3 separate regions of the Mus musculus genome follow, and regions 1 and 2 are each linked to region 3. Evidence: chromatin contacts called from public Hi-C data. All regions are on one chromosome and are shown on one strand. The core of a region is the stretch at or near the end of the contact, and the rest is flanking DNA. Distances in the headings are between cores, read along the strand shown.

Region 1 (4,257 bases), core at 622-3,121, 140 kb before region 3:
TTTCTTCTGCCCCGTTCTATGGTTGAATTTGTGGTGAATTTGACAGTTTACCTCAAATCCTCTTGACTTATCTCTTTCAAACACAAGTACCTTTTACTTAAGAATTTTGCATTGACCCTATCTAGACTTTTGTGGTGCTCTGCATGAGACTGGGGTCACAGATGCAACCAGTGAGCACCCTACCACTGAGCTATACCACCACTCTCTCATTTACTAATAGTTCCATTTCCTAGCTCAAATTAGAACTAGGAGGGGGGTGTAGCAGCCTAACACACACATAAGCAACACTATTAACCAATCTGATTATTTAGATCAGTTGGAGGAAATATTTTGTAGCTGTATGGAATTCCAAGAGATCTAGCCCATGTTGGTGTTCTGCATGCGAAGCAGTTGATACAAGACAAAGATCAGAGATGCCAAAGTCTTACATGAAACTTTTATCTCCATCTTCACAATGAGGCTGTGTGGAATTTTATCTCTGTCTTTGCAGTGGAGCACTAGGGGAGGAATGAGGGAGGACGGCATTCCCCCGCCATCAGGAATGAAATGTCAGTTTTTACTGAAATACTCTTCTGTGCAGAGAGTTTTATGCCAAAATAATAGTTCATGTTATGATTTAAATGTTTTGTTAGTTTAAGAAAAACTATAAGATGTAAAAGTTACATAAAACGAATTCCTCTCTACGCCTAGCTATGTGGGCACTTGTAATGACAGCCTCACTTCTGTTCGTTGCTGCAGAGGAAGACATGCTAGGTTTCAGATCCTGTAGATGCTCTTGCCGGGGCGATATTGTGGCAAAGTAAACAGATGGGCAGAACTCTAATCTAAGTTCTGATAAATGCAACTTTGTTTCCATTCTCAAAGATGAATGGTTGCCAGAGCGCCTGTTTAGTTAATAAACATGGGCAGTGCTTGTTAAAGGATTCAACGAAAGGGTAAGATTTGCCCTCAGATTCCTGCAAAGAAGAAAAGGAGCAAAACTGGAGGAATCAGATAAAAAGGGGAGCCTCCTCCTGGAGATGGCCTGCCCCGCTGGAGGGGCCGGCTCACACATTAGGAGGGTTGGGGAGCTAGCGGTCCTGAGCTTCAACCCTGTCATTTGCTTTTTTTGAGAAACTGAAACCCATCTCTTACGGTTAAAAAAAATATACATCTACCAGTGCTGTGGAGATCAAGACAAAAGTTTAGCATCAATGTAAATTATAAAATGCAAAACAGAAATGTTTGGTGTAATGGTTAGTACTGTTTTTTTTAATCGATTTTTTTATTTTTATTATTACTTTTTTATTTTTATTTATTTATTTATTTATTTTTGGTTTTTTTTGAGACAGGGTTTTGAGACAGGGTTTCTCTGGCTGTCCTGGAACTCACTCTGTAGACCAGGCTGGCCTCGAACTCAGAAATTCGCCTGTCTCTGTTTCCTGAGTGCTGGGATTAAAGGTGTGCGCCATCACGCCCGGCTCTATATTTTAACTTTTATGGATTATACAAAAACAGTATTTTTTTCCCAACTGACTTGTGTGTGTGTGTGTGTGTGTGTGTGTGTGTGTGTGTGTGTGTGTGTATGAGAGAGAGAGAGAGAGAGAGAGAGAGAGAGAGAGAGAGAGAGAGAGAGAGAATGCCCCCATTTGGAGCTTTTTTTGTGCTGGAATTTAGAAAGATTGCTAAGTCAATCCCAATGGGTTAAGACAAAGGTTTACTGGCAAAATTTGTAAAAATGCATGGTCATCAAAAAGCAAAACCCAGGTCACCACTCTCTGTGTCCCTCCCCACCCCTCCCTCCAGTATCTCTCGTTCTTATACAGAGACGTGCACTACAGTCCAGAGGCCTCCTGCAGCGTACAGCATAGCTTCACCATTCCGGAAGTGCCTACTCACTGTTGACAGGAAGTAAATTTTTGTTTTTGGTAGTGGAATAAAAGCTTGCCTGTTAACACACGCTTTGGGGTTGGGGGACCAGCATGTACTGGAGTTGTCGTAGTTAAGGACCTATCAAAAGAGCTATGTCCACGGAAAGCAGGATCTAGACCCAGCTACTTTCAGACTGAGATGGCCCAGAGGGTGAAAGGCAAAGCTCAAACAAGGGCGTGTGTGCTGACCAGTTTAGGTTCCTCATTGGTCACCTCGAGGCGGATGCCCCCTCCTGTCCCCAGGGGAGGTGTTGGGGATTGGTCTTCAGACTTGGAGGTGTGGGTTGCCAAGATTAGTAACATCAGTTTGTGTGGCCCTCTGAGAAGCTGAAACACAAGCCGAGAGTGGAATGAAATTACTCATCAGATCAGCACAGGGTTGAGAGTGAATGTACAGGTTGGTTCTGGACTACGACAGATGGCTTCATAGAGACGCTGTAGGCTGAGTACTGAGAATTCTCCAATCAGAGCTGTTGCCTTAATTCTCAGTGTGGACTTGTACAGCATTTCAATGTGTTCTAAGGTTACAAAATGATTAAAATAAAGGTTTTATACAACTAAAGGTTTCTGTTTTTCAGGTTTATTATTAGTATCATTAGCATTTGTGCCCACAGAGGTTCCCCCAGATGCCAGAAGAGGACATCGGATTCTTTGAATCTTGAGTTACCGGGGATTGTTCTGCCCCAAACGTGGTTGATGGGAACCAAACTCATGCCTAACAGCTGAAACATCTCTCCAACCACCACTAAATAATCCTGAATAAGAATGAAACAGCTAAACTGAGCGGAGGTGTTGCACGCCTTTAATCCCAGCACTCGGGAGACTGAGGCAGGTGAATCTCTGAGTTTGAGGGCAGCTTGGTCTATAGAATGAGTTCCAGGATGGCCAGGGATACATAGAAAAACCCTCTCTCCATAAACAAACAAACAAACAGATAAATATAATAAAACAACTAAAGATTAGCAAATACCAGAGAGAGAGAATCTCAAATGAAAAGAGAAAACAGAGCAAACAAGCAAACAGAACCCTCACTGGTTATATGTAAAGAAACCTAAAGTCCTTACTCTGATCTAAAGCCCCCCTCGCCATGTGGCTGCTTCCTGCTGTGGGCTGACCTCTGTGCCTAACTCAATGACATGGCTCTCCTAGTTAAACTCCTTCCCATTTTTTTTTTTCTCTAAAAACAAGAAAAAGAAAAAAAGAAAAATGAGGTTAAGAAGCTCTCCGAAGAGAGAAAAAGATGAGAAAGCATCGGTGGCTGAGAACCCCACATCCAAAGAGCAGAAGTCCGAGGGAGTCAGAGAAAGCTCAAGGAGAAAGGAAGTCAGGGAGGAAATGTCAGCATTAACTAAAGGTAAGAAAATGTAGGCAGACATATTCCTGGTTCCAACCAGGTGGAGAGAGACAGGTGTACACTGATATCCTGTGAAACTGTAAGAATATAGACGCCAGAAGGAGGGGAGGAGGGAAGGGAGAGAGGAGGGGAGGGAGAGAGGAAGGGAGGGAGGGAAAGAGAAGGCAAGAGATGAAGGGAGGAAGGGAAGGAAGGAAGGAAGGGAGGGAGGGAGGGAGGGAAGGAGGGAGGGAGGGAGGGAGGAAGGAAGGAAGGAAGGAAGGAAGGAAGGAAGGAAGGAAGGAAGGAAGGAAAGAAGGAAGGAAAGATAGTGACATCATAAGAAATTTAAAATGGCTGCAACTTTGTTTGCTTTTTCTCAGACAAGGACTCTCTACTTAGTCCTGGCTGTGCTGGAACTTGGCATGTAGACCAGGCTAGCCTTGAGGTTATACAGATCTACCTGCCTCTGCCTCCCAGATGCTGGTATTAAAGGTGTGTCCCACTACGCTTGGCTCCTTATTTGCTTTTTGAGACACTCTTAACTCTGTAGACCAGACGAGGATAGATCTCACTATGTAACCCAGGCTGGCCTTGAGGTCACAACAATCCTCCTGCCTCTAGCTATTGTATGTTAAGTCAGGTATGACCAGCACCTCCCAAGTTTCTAAACAGAAAAAAAAAAACAAACAAACAAAACAAAAAAACAAACAAACAAAAAAACCTGGCTCCAACATTCTGAAAGAAAAAAATATTTCCTCCCTTGGCCCTACTGAAATGTCTATTAATATGAAGACCAAATAAAAACATATTAAATCAAGAACTATCTAAAAAACTGTATATTTCAAGAATCTTTTCCCTGAGGATCTACTGGAGAATGTCTTCCACAAAATCAAAGTAAATCAAATTAAGTGGAATGCCGTGGGGGCGGGAATTGTCAAGATGATGAAGGAGGACATTCCAGGGAGTCAGGTTCCCCCCATCAGGCTGCAGGTGGGAGACTCCGTCTCTCAT
Region 2 (4,504 bases), core at 1,932-4,431, 170 kb before region 3:
TCCTTTTACAAAGCTATTTTTAGATCTCTTATTTAATTGAAAAACCAGGGCATCGGGTTAAGGCACAGGGTGGCAAGCCTCATGACCTGAGTTCAACTCCCAGGACCCTTGAGGGAGAAACAACTCGTCTCAAGTTGTCCTCTCATGATCACATGAGCATTGCCAAACCCACAAATGAGCACACATGTATTTGCATCCACAAAATAAAGAAAACGACAAAAATTTCAAGAAAGAACCTTGAAGAAGCCAGCGACTCACTCCCCTGGGCCTTACCTTTGACCTCATTCCAAGACTCAAAAAAATGCACATGTGGTTTCACACATACAGACTCACACAGGTAGGTGCAGTGATCTCTGAGAGAGCTGTGTTTAAGAAAACGGGCTATGGAGGGAGACTCACTTTAAACCTTCTGCTTTACTACTAAACTAACTCCACGCACTAGGCAATTGCTTAACTGACTGCCCAACTTCCTCTTTGGAAAATCAGGGAGGGGCTGGAGACATGGCTCAGCGGTTAAGAGCACTGACTGCTCTTCCAGAGCTACTGAGTTCAATTCCCAGCAACCACGTGGTGACTCACAACCATCTGTAATGAGATCTGATGCCCTCTTCTGGTGTGTCTTTAGACAACTACAGTGTACTCATATAAATAAAATAAATAAATCTTTTAAAAAAAGAAAGAAAGGAAATCAGGGAAAATAAAGTCTAATCCATCAGGCTACACACTGCACAGTGCAGTGCCTCTGACACTGTATTAGTACAGTAACTTACATTATTGATATTGGCCCCCAAAAATCTTCTTTTAGCAGAACACCTATTTCTAAATAGTCCAAAGTATAAAGACATAAGCACTCAATAAACCTTGCTGTATTGCTTTAGTAAAGACAATGTTGAATCTCATTCAAGTTAATACTGAATCTAGGAAGAGTTGTAGAGGCCTCACCACTTTATTTATCCTTTCATCTATCCATCTAGCTATTTGTTTTTATGTATATGAGTGTTTTCCCTACATCTATGCCCATGCCCAAGGAGGCTAGAAGAGGACGGATCCCCTGGGACTGCAGTTACAGATGGTTGGAAGCTGCCAAATGGATGCTGGGAATTCAGATACCAAGGCATTCAAATTTTGTAACTTTCGTCTGAGCTGAGTCTTCCAAGGAAGTCCCACGTTCCCCTGACTTTCAGCACGTTTATTTACAGCTTCATCTGCTTCCAAGTTTCTTCTCTATAGAAGCCAGGGGGGTACATTAACTTCAACCTGACGTCAGCAACAATACACCCTTGGGTCCTCTCGTGATTTTTGCCTGCTTTGACTCACACTGAGAATTTTTCCAAACTGCTAATGTCCAGGCTGACTTCTATGCTAAAAGAATCAGTTGTTTCTAGGGCAAGACCTGGAGATCGGTCTTTTTAAAGCTCTTGGGGAAAAAGTTCCCACCACTGCCAAGTGGAGAAGGCAAACTTCTAGAACTAACCCAAGAGACACTGAATCTCAAAACAATAGTGTAGGCTGGATTTGTAGTTCCAAGGTGGAGGTGCTTCTGTCCACGCAGGCCCACGCTCACGGAAAGGAGGAAGACAACAGCAGAGGGAAGTGCAGAGGGAAGAAAGAAGGAAGGGGGAAGGAGGAAGAAAGGAAGAGAGGGGGAGGGAAGGAGCTGGGAGCGGAAAGGGGAAGCGGGGAGGCAAAAGAAGCGAGTTAGAAAAAGAGGCTATATTTTTCAGAAGCATATGATAAATGATGCATGGAAGAGGACCGAAGAACCAGGTTCGCCTGGTAAGGTCATGTCCTAAACTATTATGATGGAAAACATGTGGAACAAGAAAATCTAGGGACTAGAAGAATCCAAGTTAACAGTGTGTGTGTGTGTCCTTTTGACCATTTTCTTTTATACTATGTTTAACCAATCTACATGCTATAACCTCATGGAAATAATTTATAATAGCGCAAAACCTTGTGTGGAATAATGTCTGGATTTAGTTCCCAGTAAAGCCAGTCTTTCAACTGCTTAAGAAAGTTAGTGGTGACTTAAATGGGAGCTAACCTGCCACAGACACAGGAACTTGCACTGAAAAGCATTGGATCGCTTGCAACACATAAAGTATAAAAAGGTGAGTTAAGGTGGCAAAATAGATCTTGACCCGGTAATGTTTTTCACGGAAATCCTTCTGTCCGCATGCCGTAAACACGCAACCCAACACCCTTGAAAAATGTTTTGTTTTTATAAAGATTGTTATGAAAAGACAACACACACGTCTAATTTTCTTATCTGGGCTTGTTTGAGTTGGCTGGCTATCGCGATTTTTACCCTCTGCTCTAAAAATCATACTCAATTTCAACACCTGCCAGGAGGAAAGGTGATACGAGAGCCTCGCTGTGGCTCTAATGAAGGGAGCCGGCCTCGCGGAATGTGGACTCATAATCATGCCACACTAGCAGAAGCCCCCAGTCTCCCCCGCACAAACCCACGCACTCTATTTGCCCACTTCCTAGGAAAAATCCGACCCTGTCTCACTACCAGCTCCCAGGATCAAACTGAGCTTTACTGGGACGGGATCATCCCTATACCCGGCGGATGCGGAGCCACCCGGGCTCCCACGTTTCCTCCTTGGGTAACCCGCGCCCAGCCAATGAAAGGCCACCCCCCTCTCCGCTCCGTAGCCGCCTGCGCCTGCATCCCCGCGGCCCCTGCGCGAGCGGCAAGGGATGTCGTCGGGCTGGAGGGTCGCCGCCACTGAGCCTCTTCCGGTGAACCCAGAGCCCTCCCCGCGCCAGCCCCCCGAACCCCCCAGGTACCTGTGGGATCGCCCTCAGCCGGATCAGGGCGCGTCGCCGCCAGAAGACATAGAAGGAGGAGCGGGTAACCAGGCGCCACAAGCGCCCTCAGGCCAGTGTGCGAGCGCATGGCGCGGGCGGGTCTGTCCAGGAGGTCGCTAAGGCACCCTCAGCTCGCTGCGATCCGTCTCCGTTGGTCCCTGTGTACACTTGCTGGTAACTGGGCGCCCACTGCCAGTCCTGGGGACAGGACACTCGAGAATAAACCGAGTGGGAGGGGCCCGGCCGCCCTGGCCTCCACCCCCGAGACGCTCCCAGCGCAATTGCGCCGGCCTTCCATCAATTATGCAGCCCGCAGCCCGCTACCGGCGCGCCCGGATGTGCTGTGCAACCTCGGCGCCGAATCCTCTCCCGCCCCCACCCTCTGGCTAACACAGGTTGGGGAGGGACCTAGCTCCTGGAGCCAGCCAGGTGTGTGTACCCCATCACCTCCCGGAGGGGTTGCAACTCCCCACAGAGTGTTCTTTCCATCCGTTGGATGGGTTCACACATTTACTTTGATGTGACAGGTGAAAAGGACCGGATAGTTCTGCTCCTATACATCTTTGGATGTGCAAAGGTTTCTTCTTACCAGACCGAGGGCGCTATTCAGTGCCCCCAAGCCCGGTACTTAAATTAATGTTTCTCAGAGCTTTCTATTAGTCGTGCATACCCTCCCCCTCTGAAGGTTTGGCCAGTTCCCTCCGGATTAAGATTTCAGAGTCCCTAGGCCCCACAGTGTGTTTCCCTTTGTTTGCTTGCGGCAACAGCTCTCCTGGCGCCAAAGAGCTCACCAAACAAAAACTAAGTTAAGGGGATTCTGTGTAAATGGCAGAAGGCCATTCATCTTTGTCAAACATTGTGGAATACAATGTTATCTCTTACCCACGCGGGGCCGGAGGTTGAAGTTTCTTACTCTCCTATCAAATAAATTGAGATAGTTCAAAACAATTGTTTTCCTATTCAGCGGGAAAGGCGTCTAGGTTAAAACTAGTGAGCCTTAAATCCGGGGCACTCAGCAAGCCCTACTTAGTAGCCCTTTGTCCCTTAGGAACCTCCACTCAGGTAAAACTGAAGGAAGGAATTAAAGAATGATGTGGTATGAAGCAGAGCTGGAGTTAATTAAAAAGAGGGTTTTCTCAGAGTAGATTTAAATATGAGGGCTAATAACAATAAGACACATCCAAGACCAGGTGCATGGGTTTCAGAGCTGTGTTTTAACAGTAACCATAAAGACCATTTTGGTGGCTCCCAAGTTACAACTCAAAGGGGCTGCTAAGAGCCCCTCCCCCCATCCCTCCTTTTTGTAGGGTGGCTACAGGGGCGCCTTTCGTGGAGTTACAGTCTGATAAGATCAAAACATGGACTGCAAGCGTTCTACCGGATAGTTAAGACATTTCCTTTTGTTGTAAATGGGGTTGCAGGTGAGATTCCTGGAAAACTGTGGGCTTATACATGGAGAAGAAGAAAAGTCATGTCATTTACGCTGAGGGCATTAAACGCGACCCGTAGCAATTTTTACCTTTTTGTTTGAGGTCTCTATGAAGATAATAGTGTCTCTGTGTAACACAGCAAATACTAGTTGTGATGGAATGCTTGCCTGAGGTGGGGGCAGGTCTATTATTATTATTATTATTATTATTATTATTATTATTATTATTATATATGAGTACATTGTAGCTGTCTTCAG
Region 3 (4,228 bases), core at 1,011-3,510:
TGGCCATCATATCTTTATTTCATGGTAAACATACATAGAGAACTGGTAAGGGGCTAAGTTTAGCTTTGTTCTTTTCACGAAACACAGTCTATAACAGTAAAACAACAGTAATAAAATGGAATGTATAAGTGCTCAGTAACCTTTTTTGCAACTACACTGCTTAGCCCAAAGTCTTCAAGGACTTGATGTGTTTTGGAAGAGTAACCAGGTCTCTCACATAATATTAGAACTTTGACCATGGAATAATACCCGTTGTTGTTGCTGTTGCTGTTGCTGTTGCTGTTGCTGTTGCTGTTGCTGTTGTTGTTGTTGTTGTTGTTGTTGTTGTTGTTGTTGTTCTTCTTCTTCTTCTTCTTCTTCTTCTTCTTCTTCTTCTTCTTCTTCTTCTTCTTCTTCTTCTTCTTCTTCTTCTCCTTCTCCTTCTCCTTCTTCTTCCATTAATGTACTGTTTCCTCATTGTAGGGTCTAGTTTGCATATGTAGTTACTGTTGGAAGGTTACAAGTCAGCAGAGCTGTTAATCATGACATTTATCTTTTCCTACCCTACCATTTCTTGACCACTTCATGATTGGCCTGTACCTTTGTCTGCAAGATTTCAGCACAACTAGCAGAATACTATATAATGACAATATTGGAATACTGATGTAAACTTCAGGCAACCTAATTTTGAGAAACAAAACTAGAGGAATGAGTTTAGATTGTAGGTTAGAGAAATGGAGGGCAGGATATGGTCTCCCCATTCTCAGTTGTTTGCAAATACATTTACCCCCCACAAAAAAATTTACAGTTGAGGCAGAGTCTTTTTGTCTGCCCAAGAGCTGTTTCTGATTCCTATCTGTTATCTGTTTAGGAGCTGGTTGGGCACAGTTGATGAATCAACCATTGCCCATTTCCCCTTTTTTGTGATTTCCTTAGAGGCCGGTTCTATTTCTGATCTCAAAGACAGAAAAGGAAGTAGCCTGAGAACTTCTGGGAAAGAGTTTGCTCCTTACACAAATGAAAGAAGCTTTATTGCCCACCTTTCCTGCCTCCCCTCTAACGTGCAAATAAATATCGACAATCTTAACTGTTGCAGCTACAAACCATGAGGAGATGAACTTCATGATGAAACCAGCTGGCCAGGAAGCCAAAGCAAAGGAAGGAAGACATCAGGTTTCAAAGACAGCATCAAGCCACAAACAACCCCAAGGCAAGGAATTTTAGGATTTCTCATTAAATACCATGATATCAGTAAAGTGGCCTTCTCTTCTTTCTTCTTTCTTTACTCCTCTTCGTTATCTGTGGTGTTTGGGATGAAACCCAATATATTCACCAAGACTTCATGACTGATCTCCTTCCCAGCCCATTAGTAAGGATTTCTGTTTCATCCAAACACATTTTTTTTTTTTTGCTTGCAGTGTTTTGATTTGATTTGGTGTTGTGATTTTATTGAGAGAGGATCCTGTATTCTGTAGTTCAGCCTGTCCCCAAACTCATAGTACTCTCCCTACTGCATCTTCCCAAGTGCTTGGATTACAGGCATAAGCCATCACATCTGGACTTCTCTGTTTTGCATTAGTCCTGTCTTGTTATATTAACTTTATTCTGGGTAGCCTTTTATTGCATTATAATTGTATCACATTCATTTCTATTACGATGTTTCTATTGATAGTCCCATTATTTAATAACCCCATGGTTGCCTTTTCTTGTATAATGTAACCTTTTAGCATAATATATTTAAAAATTGTGTTCTTTTGTGTGTGTGTGTGTGTGCATGTGCATAGGAGTGTTGTCATGGGTGTGGACATGTGAGGCCAGAAGTCAACATCAGGTGCCTTTTCCAATCTACTTCTGCTTTCTCCATCTTATGTACTGAGGCAAGATACCTCGCATGAACCTAGAACTTGCTGATTCCGCTGTCTGTCTAGTCAGCTTGCTCTACAGATCCCAAGGTCTGGGATTACAGTTGTGCCACCACACCCACCTGATATTTCTGTGGCTTCTAGACATCTAAACCTCTGATCCCCAACTTGTGTTACCAAGTCATTTTATCCACTGAGCCATCTTCCCAGCCTTAGCTCTAATATACATTCTTCATACTGATGGTATGGGACAGACAAAATACATCCACCAAATTGGTGATTTTTGATATACTGCCACCCAAAGCTTTAGGTGTGAGTTTTGATGCTTTGATGTCTCTAGATTCTAGAGATTTCAATTTCTTCACCTAGTCGCTCCTTTGTGGCTTATAACGCTGCTGCCACCCTTTGTGGCTATCAAGATGAAGAGAATGATTTCTAACTGGTTCAGATTGCTGTGCTCTTTGGTTTGTCTTGGTAGACGTCAGTCTCTGACTATGTAACTTTTTTTTTTTTTTAGAAATAACTCTTGGTTTGGTCCTAGTCATCATAGAAACTCAAGTTCTAGCAACAGAACAAAACATAGTGGCAGAAGCTGCTGACCATGAAGGAACCCTAGCAAGTCAACTCTCCGATCCCTTGAGAAGATGGGAATGACTTGTACAGACCTGTGTCTTCCAGGGAGATGTCCTATGGTCAGGTGTAAAGCTGGTGCCTAAGAACTTGTCTAGATGATTAAGGGAATGGAAGGAAAAAAAATAGAAAGATTGTTGACAAGATTGGTAGAAAGGATGTGGATAAACCTCTAAGAATGATTCAGTTCTCTCTCTCTCTCTCTCTCTCTCTCTCTCTCTCTCTCTCTCTTTCTCTCTCTCTCCTCCCCCCCCACCCCCACCCCGCCACCGGTTTCTTTGCAACTTCACCAATGGATAAGCCAGGATGCTCACCTTTGATTTTGGGGCGGTACTCAGAACAGAGCAAGAAGAAGACCGAAGGAGGCCTCTTGGGCGAATTGGGGTCCTTGAACTTCTTTTTGGTCTCCCCTTTGAGGAGGGGGGATGTAGGTTTTCATTTCTCTTTCATAACGAGCCTTGTCAGCTTTTGCCATGTCTTCAAATTTCCCCTTTTCTTTAGCAGACATGGTCTTCCATAACTCTGAGCACTTCTTGGAGAACTCTGAGAAGTTGACAGAAGCATCCGGGTGCTTTTTCTTGTGCTCCTCCTGGCAGGTTTGCACAAAGAACGTATATGAGGACATTTTGCCTCTCGGCTTCTTAGGATCTCTTTTGCCCATGTTTAGTTGATTTTCCTCCGCAAGGCACAGAGTCTCCCAGTGCCTATCAGGCTCTCGCTTGCCCCAGTGCTGTCTCTATGGAGATCAATGTACTGCAATGGCTGTGAGAGCGGGAGCCAGACGCAGCCTCCTCACTCTCTCCGCTCTGTAACTGTCTGTCTCCATTTCTTAAGGGCAGTGATGAGAAAATCCAAATGGCGGAGCAAAGCATCTCCCTTTATGGGACATGAGGAGCAGGGTGAGGAAGAACCTGGATTTTACCTCCAAAGGCTCATCTACCCCTACTTCCGGTCACTTTCTTCCTCCATCCAGATTTCATCACCTGAGCCCTCTATCCTCTCCTCACCAGACAGGAACCAGGACTTTAAAAAAGAAAAATAATAGATGTTATTTATTCTTTGTGGATGTCATCCACGCAACAATGTGGTTTGACCATACTTGGCCCCAACCTGTTCTTCAACATCCCTGGGATCCTCCACCCCACATTCCTTTCCAACTTTAAATCCTCTTTAAGATTATTTGTTTATAACCTCTGAGTCTAAAGGACCAAGGTTTTTGAACACATGAACCTGTGGTGTATATTTTCAATTTAAATGTGTGTGTGTGTGTGTGTGAGAGAGAGAGAGAGAGAGAGAGAGAGAGAGAGAGAGAGAGAGAGAGAGAGAAAGAGAGAAAGAGAGAAAGAGAGAGGCAGATAGACAGACAGAATCAGGGACAGAGCAGAGAGAGTCTGTAACTGGACATGGTGGCACAACCTGTAATCCCAGCCCTTTTAGGAGTTCAAGGCCTGCTTTAAAATCTTTCTATCTTATTACATTTATGTATGTGAGCATGCATGTGTCTGTATGTCTACTTGCCTACTGGTATGCACCTGCCATGGTATGTGCATGCTTCAGTGTAAGTGTGGAGGTCAAAGGGCAAGTTGAAGGAGTTAAGTTCTCTCTTTTCATTATATGGGCGCTGGGGAGTGAATTCAGGTCACCATGGCTTGGCATCAGGTATCTTTACCCACTGTGTCTCTGGCTTTAATCACCGGCACTCACTCTCTCTCTCTCTCTCTCTCTCTCTCTCTCTCTCTCTCTCCCTCCCTCCCTCC

The links. A called contact is a pair of places that touch in the nucleus more often than the background predicts.
Region 1: a Hi-C map of granulocyte-monocyte progenitors shows a contact between it and region 3, with 4 times the contacts expected there. The contact joins two enhancer-like sites. A contact is called at or near these places in 1 of 15 datasets of contacts at CTCF or cohesin (CD8 T cells), 16 of 484 Hi-C or Micro-C datasets (B cells, CD4 T cells, DN3 thymocytes and 13 more), 3 of 115 datasets of contacts at active chromatin or transcription factors (bone marrow-derived macrophages, effector CD8 T cells and microglia) and 2 of 9 other capture datasets (liver and pancreatic islet).
Region 2: a Hi-C map of effector CD8 T cells shows a contact between it and region 3, with 2.9 times the contacts expected there. The contact joins the promoter of Emb here to the enhancer-like site in region 3. A contact is called at or near these places in 6 of 484 Hi-C or Micro-C datasets (CD8 T cells, LSK cells, effector CD8 T cells and 2 more), 6 of 115 datasets of contacts at active chromatin or transcription factors (CD8 T cells, bone marrow-derived macrophages, effector CD8 T cells and 3 more) and 3 of 9 other capture datasets (adipose tissue, liver and pancreatic islet).

Annotation. Positions count from the first base shown.
Region 1 is chr13:117,193,760-117,198,016 of GRCm38.p6, reverse strand. No RefSeq gene overlaps it. Among named protein-coding and RNA genes, the nearest start is that of Emb, 25 kb to the left of the region's middle. Within about 2 kb of position 1,871, at least 86 of the 459 cell types and tissues checked have an H3K27ac peak or open chromatin away from gene starts, as enhancers often do. A contact at or near this core is called in CD8 T cells, bone marrow-derived macrophages, effector CD8 T cells and 2 more, where this site is marked.
Region 2 is chr13:117,219,250-117,223,753 of GRCm38.p6, reverse strand. It overlaps Emb (embigin), which reads right to left and starts at 3,181. Exons shown (of 9, transcript NM_010330.4): 1 at 2,797-3,181. The coding sequence starts at 2,905.
Region 3 is chr13:117,049,638-117,053,865 of GRCm38.p6, reverse strand. It overlaps the pseudogene Gm29767. Among named protein-coding and RNA genes, the nearest start is that of Parp8, 26 kb to the right of the region's middle. Within about 2 kb of position 2,260, at least 36 of the 459 cell types and tissues checked have an H3K27ac peak or open chromatin away from gene starts, as enhancers often do. A contact at or near this core is called in CD8 T cells, bone marrow-derived macrophages, effector CD8 T cells and 6 more, where this site is marked.